Linked DNA regions of Sus scrofa: region 2 is linked to region 1. The links are chromatin contacts, called in public Hi-C maps. All regions are on one chromosome and are shown on one strand. The core of a region is the stretch at or near the end of the contact, and the rest is flanking DNA. Distances in the headings are between cores, read along the strand shown. Region 1 holds the start of RFX5 (DNA-binding protein RFX5). Region 2 holds the start of PSMD4 (proteasome 26S subunit, non-ATPase 4).

What was found. A called contact is a pair of places that touch in the nucleus more often than the background predicts.
Region 2: a Hi-C map of embryonic fibroblasts shows a contact between it and region 1, with 2.5 times the contacts expected there. A contact is called at or near these places in 4 of 47 Hi-C or Micro-C datasets (embryonic fibroblasts, heart right ventricle, liver and 1 more) and 1 of 2 datasets of targeted methods (alveolar macrophages).

What each region holds. Positions count from the first base shown.
Region 1 is chr4:97,900,776-97,904,227 of Sscrofa11.1, forward strand. It overlaps RFX5 (DNA-binding protein RFX5), which reads left to right and starts at 1,695. Exons shown (of 10, transcript XM_005663455.2): 1 at 1,695-1,789; 2 at 2,605-2,733; 3 at 2,983-3,016; 4 at 3,425-3,452. The coding sequence starts at 2,618.
Region 2 is chr4:98,002,927-98,006,378 of Sscrofa11.1, forward strand. PSMD4 (proteasome 26S subunit, non-ATPase 4) reads right to left here and starts at 1,718. Exons shown (of 10, transcript NM_001044535.1): 1 at 1,677-1,718. The coding sequence starts at 1,702.

The DNA of each region.
Region 1 (3,452 bases), core at 445-2,944:
GCAATGCGGGATCCAGCCGCGTCTGCAACCTACACCACAGCTCACGGCAACACCGGATCCTTAACCCACTGAGCAAGGCTAGGGATTGAACCTGCAACCTCATGGTTCCTAGTCAGATTTGTTAACCACTGAGCCACGACGGGAACTCCAAAATGAGGTCTTTATATTTTTAATTTTTATTTTTTTGCTTTTTAGGACTGCCCCTGAGACATATGGAAGTTCCCATGGCTAGGGGGTGAATTGGAGCTACAGCTACTAGCCTACCCCACAGCTTACTGCCATGCCAGATCCTTAACCCACTGAGTGAGGCCAGGGATCAAACCCACATCCTCATAGATACTATTCTGATTCCTTTCTGCTGTGCCACAATGGGAGCTCCCCAAATGAGGTCTTTAATATTTGGTATGGTGTCTGGCACACAGTATCCACCAAATACATTTTAGCTGTTACTAGAAAACCTTCTTTCCAGTATATCCTCATTCCCGCAACTCTGCAATCATTCCCCCAACTCTGCAATCAATCCCCTGGGTTCCCTCCAGGAAGCTGGTAGTAGGGAAATGGAGGCTCCAATGGGCCATGGTAATGAGATCAGGCAACATTGCCAGCCTCTTTACAAAAGCACAGTGATGATGAGACTGGAGAATGTATAAGTCAGGATCACAAATATGGCTTTGTGTGTAACATAGCTGCTGTGCAAAAAAAAAAAAAAAAAAAAAAAAAAAATACTGTCCATTCACAGCGTGGCTAACCTGGAGTCCCCGTGACTTCTGACCTTAGATGCACCACTCGGTCTGTACCTGCATTTTTCATGCCAGAGAGTCCCTTGAATTTATTTGACTCTTGGCCTTAAAAAGCCTTAACTAAGAGGGTTAAGAACTCATGACCTTTCAGTAACAATGTTCTCTGAAGAGAAAAAGGTCAGTTCCTGTGGGCATCCAGCACCCTCTGGGGGAGTCAGTCAAAATTCCAGTGTTCACTGAGTGCAGAACTGTGGGGATGCAAAGGCATTAACAACTCTTTGGAAGAAAATAAAGTACACACGGGAAACTTATGAACACTAAAGGCACTTTAGTTTAATGTGGTACAGCTGCTGAGGTTTGGAGGCCTCCATCAATGAGTAATGTGAGCCTGTGTTTGCAGGTTTGTTGTGTCTATTTGGTTGTGTTGGGTGGTGGGGGCAATGGTTCAACTTGTTTTTCATCAGAAGTGGGTAATGTGAGCTCATATCGAACTTCCATCACTACTTCCTATAATTTTCTAGTGATTTTATCATCCATTGAGTCTTTTCTTCCAGTAGCTGCGATCACCGAAAGCAAAACTGAAAGACGGCACGAGAAAAGAAAGCTCCAAAAGAAGCCGAGCGCCCAGTCTTTCGTCCTGCGGTCCCTTTAAGAGAAGAACCTCTTGGGACCGGCAGTCCCAACCGACCCCAGTTTTAACCGAAACCTAACCCGGACTTCCCCCTCTTGACTCAAATAAGACCAACTTTGGATTTTCCCTCCCCTATTGACCAATCGGATTCTGTTACCAGGCAGACTTTAGCTGCCGCCGGTACGAGACCGGCGCCTACTGTCTCCGGGTGGCAGCAACGACCAATGATAGAGCGGGCAGTACGAGTATCTAGGCAGATCGGGGCTGTTCCAGCCATTCAGAAAAAAGAAAATAAAGCAACGCACGAGCCCGCTGGGCCAGGACCGTGGGGCTGGGCTGAAGTGAAGGTGGCTACGAGGTAGTTTCTCTTTCTCCCTTACCTTTAATGTTGCTTGTGTTGGAAGGCGACTGTTGAAAGGTAGGGAGGGGGCAATATGAGTTGGGAGGAGCGCAGAAAAATATTTTGGCTGTATTTTCAACGGCTTCTTCACCCATGTGCACGTGCCCCGAGTCTGGGACCCCATTCTCCCTACCGGGTTCATACGCCCAGCCCAGGAGTTCCGCAGCCCTGAACTCCCCCTCCCCCCCACTTTGCTGCAACGAGGGATTGAATAGAGGGGGAAGGGAGGGAAGTGGGGGCGCGCATCAGGATGGGATGTTGAGGGAGGTGACGTAGGGGCCTGCGACGTGGGGAGGGGGAGCTGCGGGGGAAGCCGTGGCGAGATTAAATAATGAGAACTTGGGCCCAGTTTTTTCCAAGCCTGGAAGGCAGAATATGTTCGTATCCTTTCTAACCTCCCAGGCCGATTCAGTGATGCGGACTATATTAGAGAATTAAAGAACTTTGTCTTGTGGTGGTTGTTTTTGAGGGGAAGGAAGGATGGCAGTAGCGGGGTCAGAAGCAGAAAGGAAAATTTCTAACGTGATTCCCAAACCCCCATCTCTTCCTTTACGGTTTTCCACTTTTAGCAGACTGCAGAAAGGTGGGGCAGATAGAATGGAGATGGCAAAGATCTCTTGGGGTATAGATGGGCCTGGAGAAGTACTGGAAGAATTTATAACGTTTGGAAAAGATAAGTGGTGGGGAAGAAAAAAAGACCACTGGAGCAATTCTGAGGCTTTTTTTTTTTCTGCTTGTCTCTCTTTCTGGGTAGAGAGGAGAGGAGTGGTCCTGGGGCCTCCATGAGGGGAAAGGAAGTTAAATCTTCATGTCCTGTCTTCTCTCACCTCTAGCCCTCATGCCAGGATGGCAGAAGATGAACCTGATGCTAAAAGCCCAAAGACAGGGGGAAGGGCCCCCTCAGGTAGTGCCGAGGCAGGGGAACCCACCACCCTTCTTCAGAGGCTCCGAGGTACCATTTCGTAAGTACTCATCACCATCTCCAAACCTCATTCCAGACCTGGGTATCCACCCCTGTAAGCACTTACTGTCTCTCTCGACAATCTGCCATTCCCCAAGCAAGTGTATCCCATCAGGGGAGCGTCTTCATCATCATAGCAGTTCTTGAGCACCTGCTGGTTTTTTCAGCCCTCTTCCTCTCCCTGGCAGAAAGACCCAGGGATGGGGAAAATTTTTGTGTATGACCTCCAGCTTTCTCTTCTTCTCCACAGCAAGGCCGTGCAGAACAAAGTAGAGGGAATCCTGGTGAGTATTTGGGGGAAGAGGGCAATAGAGAGATGCAGTTGGTGGAGAATGATAGTGAGGCTATCGGTAGGAAAGTTCTCTGTGAGAGAGGTATGTTGTCTGCCCTGTCAGAAGTAACTGGCTTTGCAAGTTGCCATCACTTTCCCCTTGAGCGTCTGTGTGACCTCTTGTGTAAAAGCCGCATAGAAATAAAATCAGAGCTGACCCCCTCCACTCCCCCTCTCATCCTAGTGGCCCATAAGGGCTCCTCAGGGCATAGTGAGCACCCAGCCTCAAATCATTTCTGAGGTCTTTTTCCCATGTGACAGTTACTAAGTCAGCTAGAGTTTTGGGTAAGGGTCAGAGGGTCCTACCTTGGGTCCTTCTCGGCCTTATTATTTCTCCTGCCTCTGTTCCTCCCTGCCTCAGCAAGATGTACAGAAATTCTCAGACAACG
Region 2 (3,452 bases), core at 468-2,967, 100 kb after region 1:
AGTGCTATACAATTTACAGAGCTCCATATTATACATTTTACCTACCTAAGCCATAAGAAAAATAGATGTTATTATTCTCATTTTTTTAAAAAAGTGAGAGATTTAATACATTCTCAAGAACATGTAGCTAGTCATGACCTAAAACAGAGGTTTTTGATTCCAAATCCTGTCCTCTTTCTACGTTTTTTTTTGTCCTTTTTTTTTTTTTTTTTTTTTTTTAGGGCTGCCCCCATGGCATATGGAGGTTCCCAGACTAGGGGCTGAACTGGAGCTGGAGCTGCCGGTCTACACCACAGCCACAGCAACACTAGATCCTTAACCCACTGAGCAAGGAGAGGGATCAAATCTGCATCCTCATGGATGCTAGTCAGATTTGTTTCCACTGAGCCATGATCGACAGCAGAGTCCCAGTTAAATTTGAATTTCAGGAGTTTCCTCTGTGGCTCAGCAGTTAATGAACCCGACTAGCATCCATGAGGACTTGGGTAGCATCCTGGCCACCCACAGTGGGTTAAGGATCTGTCACTGCCATGAGCTGTGGCGTAGGTCGAAGACGCAGCTTGGATACTGCAGTGCTGCAGCTCTGGCAGAGGCCAGGGTTACAGCTCCTACTGGACCCCTAGCCTGGGAACCTCCATATGCCGAGGGGAGGCCCTAAGAAGACAAAAGACAATAAAATAAAAAAATAAAAATAAATTTGAATTTCAGATAAACAATAACTTTTTAGTATAAGTATGTTCCACATAATATTTGAGATATACTTATATCCATTTTTAACATCAAAACATATTGCTTATTTGAAATTCAAATTTAAATGGGCAGCTTATATGCAATCTAGCAATGCTAACCTCCTGGCAGAGATACTCTTGGGTGTCTGTCCATCCAACTGGCTATTTGTTTGTGTTTGCGTACTAGTCTGTGTTTATTCTATGCTCACACTTAGAAGAAACTCCTGAAACCCTGCAAAAGTTTGTGTTCTCAGCTTCTAATCCGACTCCTAATAGCTACTCAGCCAAGTATGAGACTGATGAAGAGAGCTAGCTCACTGGATAAGAGCCCTTGTGTCAGATAATTCTGGGTTTAAATTTTAGCTCCACTACTTAATTAGCTGTGTGACTTTGTGTAAGTCATTTTAAAATTGACGAGACTCCGTATCCTCATCTGTAAAAGGGAGGGACTTTAAGTATAGTGAGGTTTAAGTGAAATAAAGTAAGTTAAACGCCTGACATTTAGAAAGCAACCTGTAAGCTGTACCTTTGAAGATGATACAGAGAAAGGCAATAGAGTTAGACACGAGTAAATGGGGACGGGGAAGGGATTTATCATCTCTTCCTAACATCCATCATTTAGAAGAGGAGGGCAGAAGACCATCAGGATGAGTCTGAGAGTCGAACTCTAGCTAAAGACGCTGGAATAGAGAAAGGCAGCAAGAATCGGCCGGTCAATGGCTGTACGCGGGCTGAGGATTAAAGGGGGACACCCGGGGCCTGTTCTCCGGGAACTAACTCCGGGGCCCGGGGATGACTCAGGGAGTCGATGCACCGCCTTCCTTCCCGGCCCGGGGCCTCAACTCGCCCATAAGGCCCCGTCCCCACCCCAGGCCTGCCCGGCCTCCGAGCTACACGCGCCCCCGACCCAGTCCCGCTGCCCCACAGGGGCCCGAAGTAGTTCCTCACCAAACCATAGTGCTTTCTAACACCATCTTGCCAGCTTTCTCCCTCCCCGACCGGTTCTCCTGGACCACCTAACAACAACTCCTCCAATTGGCCCAGCGTTCATCACCAATCATAGGTCTCTGATCGACCAACTGGTTCCGCCTCCATCCTCCGCGATGCGTTCTGGGAATTGTAGGCGCCGCCAAAATAAAAGGGATTGCAGTTTCCTTGTGGCTGAAGGGGTTAAGGATTCTTCCTCGTCACTGCAGCGGCTTGGGTGGCTGCTGTGGCGCTGGTTACATCCCTGGCCCTGGAAATCCACATGCAGCCGGCGTGGCAAAAAAGAAAAAAGACAAGTGCTATGGTTATGTCTGTTCCAGCATCATCTTTTAAAAATAATGGTGGGATGACTAGTGACTTTTCAGCTCCCCCTGTTCCCCATGGCACTTTGTTCGTCTAACTGCTAAACCCTTTTACCCCTGAATTGCATTTGTTTGTGTATCTAACGCTCCCTTTTCATTAAGAGCAGGAAAGTTGTCTTTTTTTTTTTTTTTTTTCCATTATAGCTGGTTTACATTGTTCTGTCAATTTTCCGATGTAGAGCAAGGTGACCCGTTATAGCACAATTTTGAAGCCAGGTGATGGGTACATGGGGAACTCATTATACTTTTCATTCTTCTTTTGCATACATTTTTTTTTTTTTTTTTGTCTTTTTTTGCTATTTCTTTGGGCCGCTCCCGCGGCATATGGAGGTTCCCAGGCTAGGGGTCGAATCGGAGCTGTGGCCACCGGCCTACGCCAGAGCCACAGCAACGCGGGATCCGAGCCGCGTCTGCGACCTACACAACAGCTCACAGCAACGCCGGATCCTTAACCCACTGAGCAAGGGCAGGGACCGAACCCGCAACCTCATGGTTCCTAGTCGGATTCGTTAACCACTGCGCCACGGCGGGAACTCCAGGAAAGTTGTCTTAATCACTTCTATCCCTGAGCCCACTACATAGCCTAACACATGGTAGGAATGCAGAAAAGTTTTTACAAATCAATAATTTTAACTAATCTCCCAAAGAATGGGAGATAACTTAGTCAACCATATTGGATTTTAATCAAAAATTCCATTTAAGGAGTTCCCGCTCTGGCGCAATGGGTTACGAATCCCATGCAGAGTTGCAGGTGGCTATGGAGGTGAGGAATCCATCCCCATCCCCTGGCTGCAGTGGGTTAAAAGATGCTGCATTACCCCCTGTAGCTTAGGTTGCAACTGCAGCGCAATTCAAATCCCTGGTGCAGGAAGTTCGGTATGCCTTGAGTGGCATCACTTAAAAAAAAAAATTTTTTTTTTTTTTTAAATGCTAGGAGTTCTTTTGTGTCCCAGTGGGTTAAGGATGAATCCGTTATTGGAGTTCCTTTTGTGGACCAGCGGAAACGAATCTGACTAGGAACCATGAGGTTGTGGGTTCGATTCCTGGCCTCCCTCAGTGGGTTAAGGATCCCGCCTTGACATTAGCTGTGGTGTACTCAGACCTGATGTTACTGTGGCGTATGCCGGCAGCTGTAACCCTAACCTGGGAACCTCCATATGCCGCGAGCGAGGCCCTAAAAAGAAAAAAAGAATGCAGCGTTATCAGTGCAGCGGCTTGTGTTGCTGCTGTTGTGAGGGTTAGATCCCTGGCCCGGGAACTTCCACATGCCTCCAACGGGGCCAAAAATAATAACCATTATTATAGTAATAAATAAAAATAAAAATGCTTGGAATTCTTGTCGTGGCTCAGTGGTTAACGAATCCGACTAGGAACC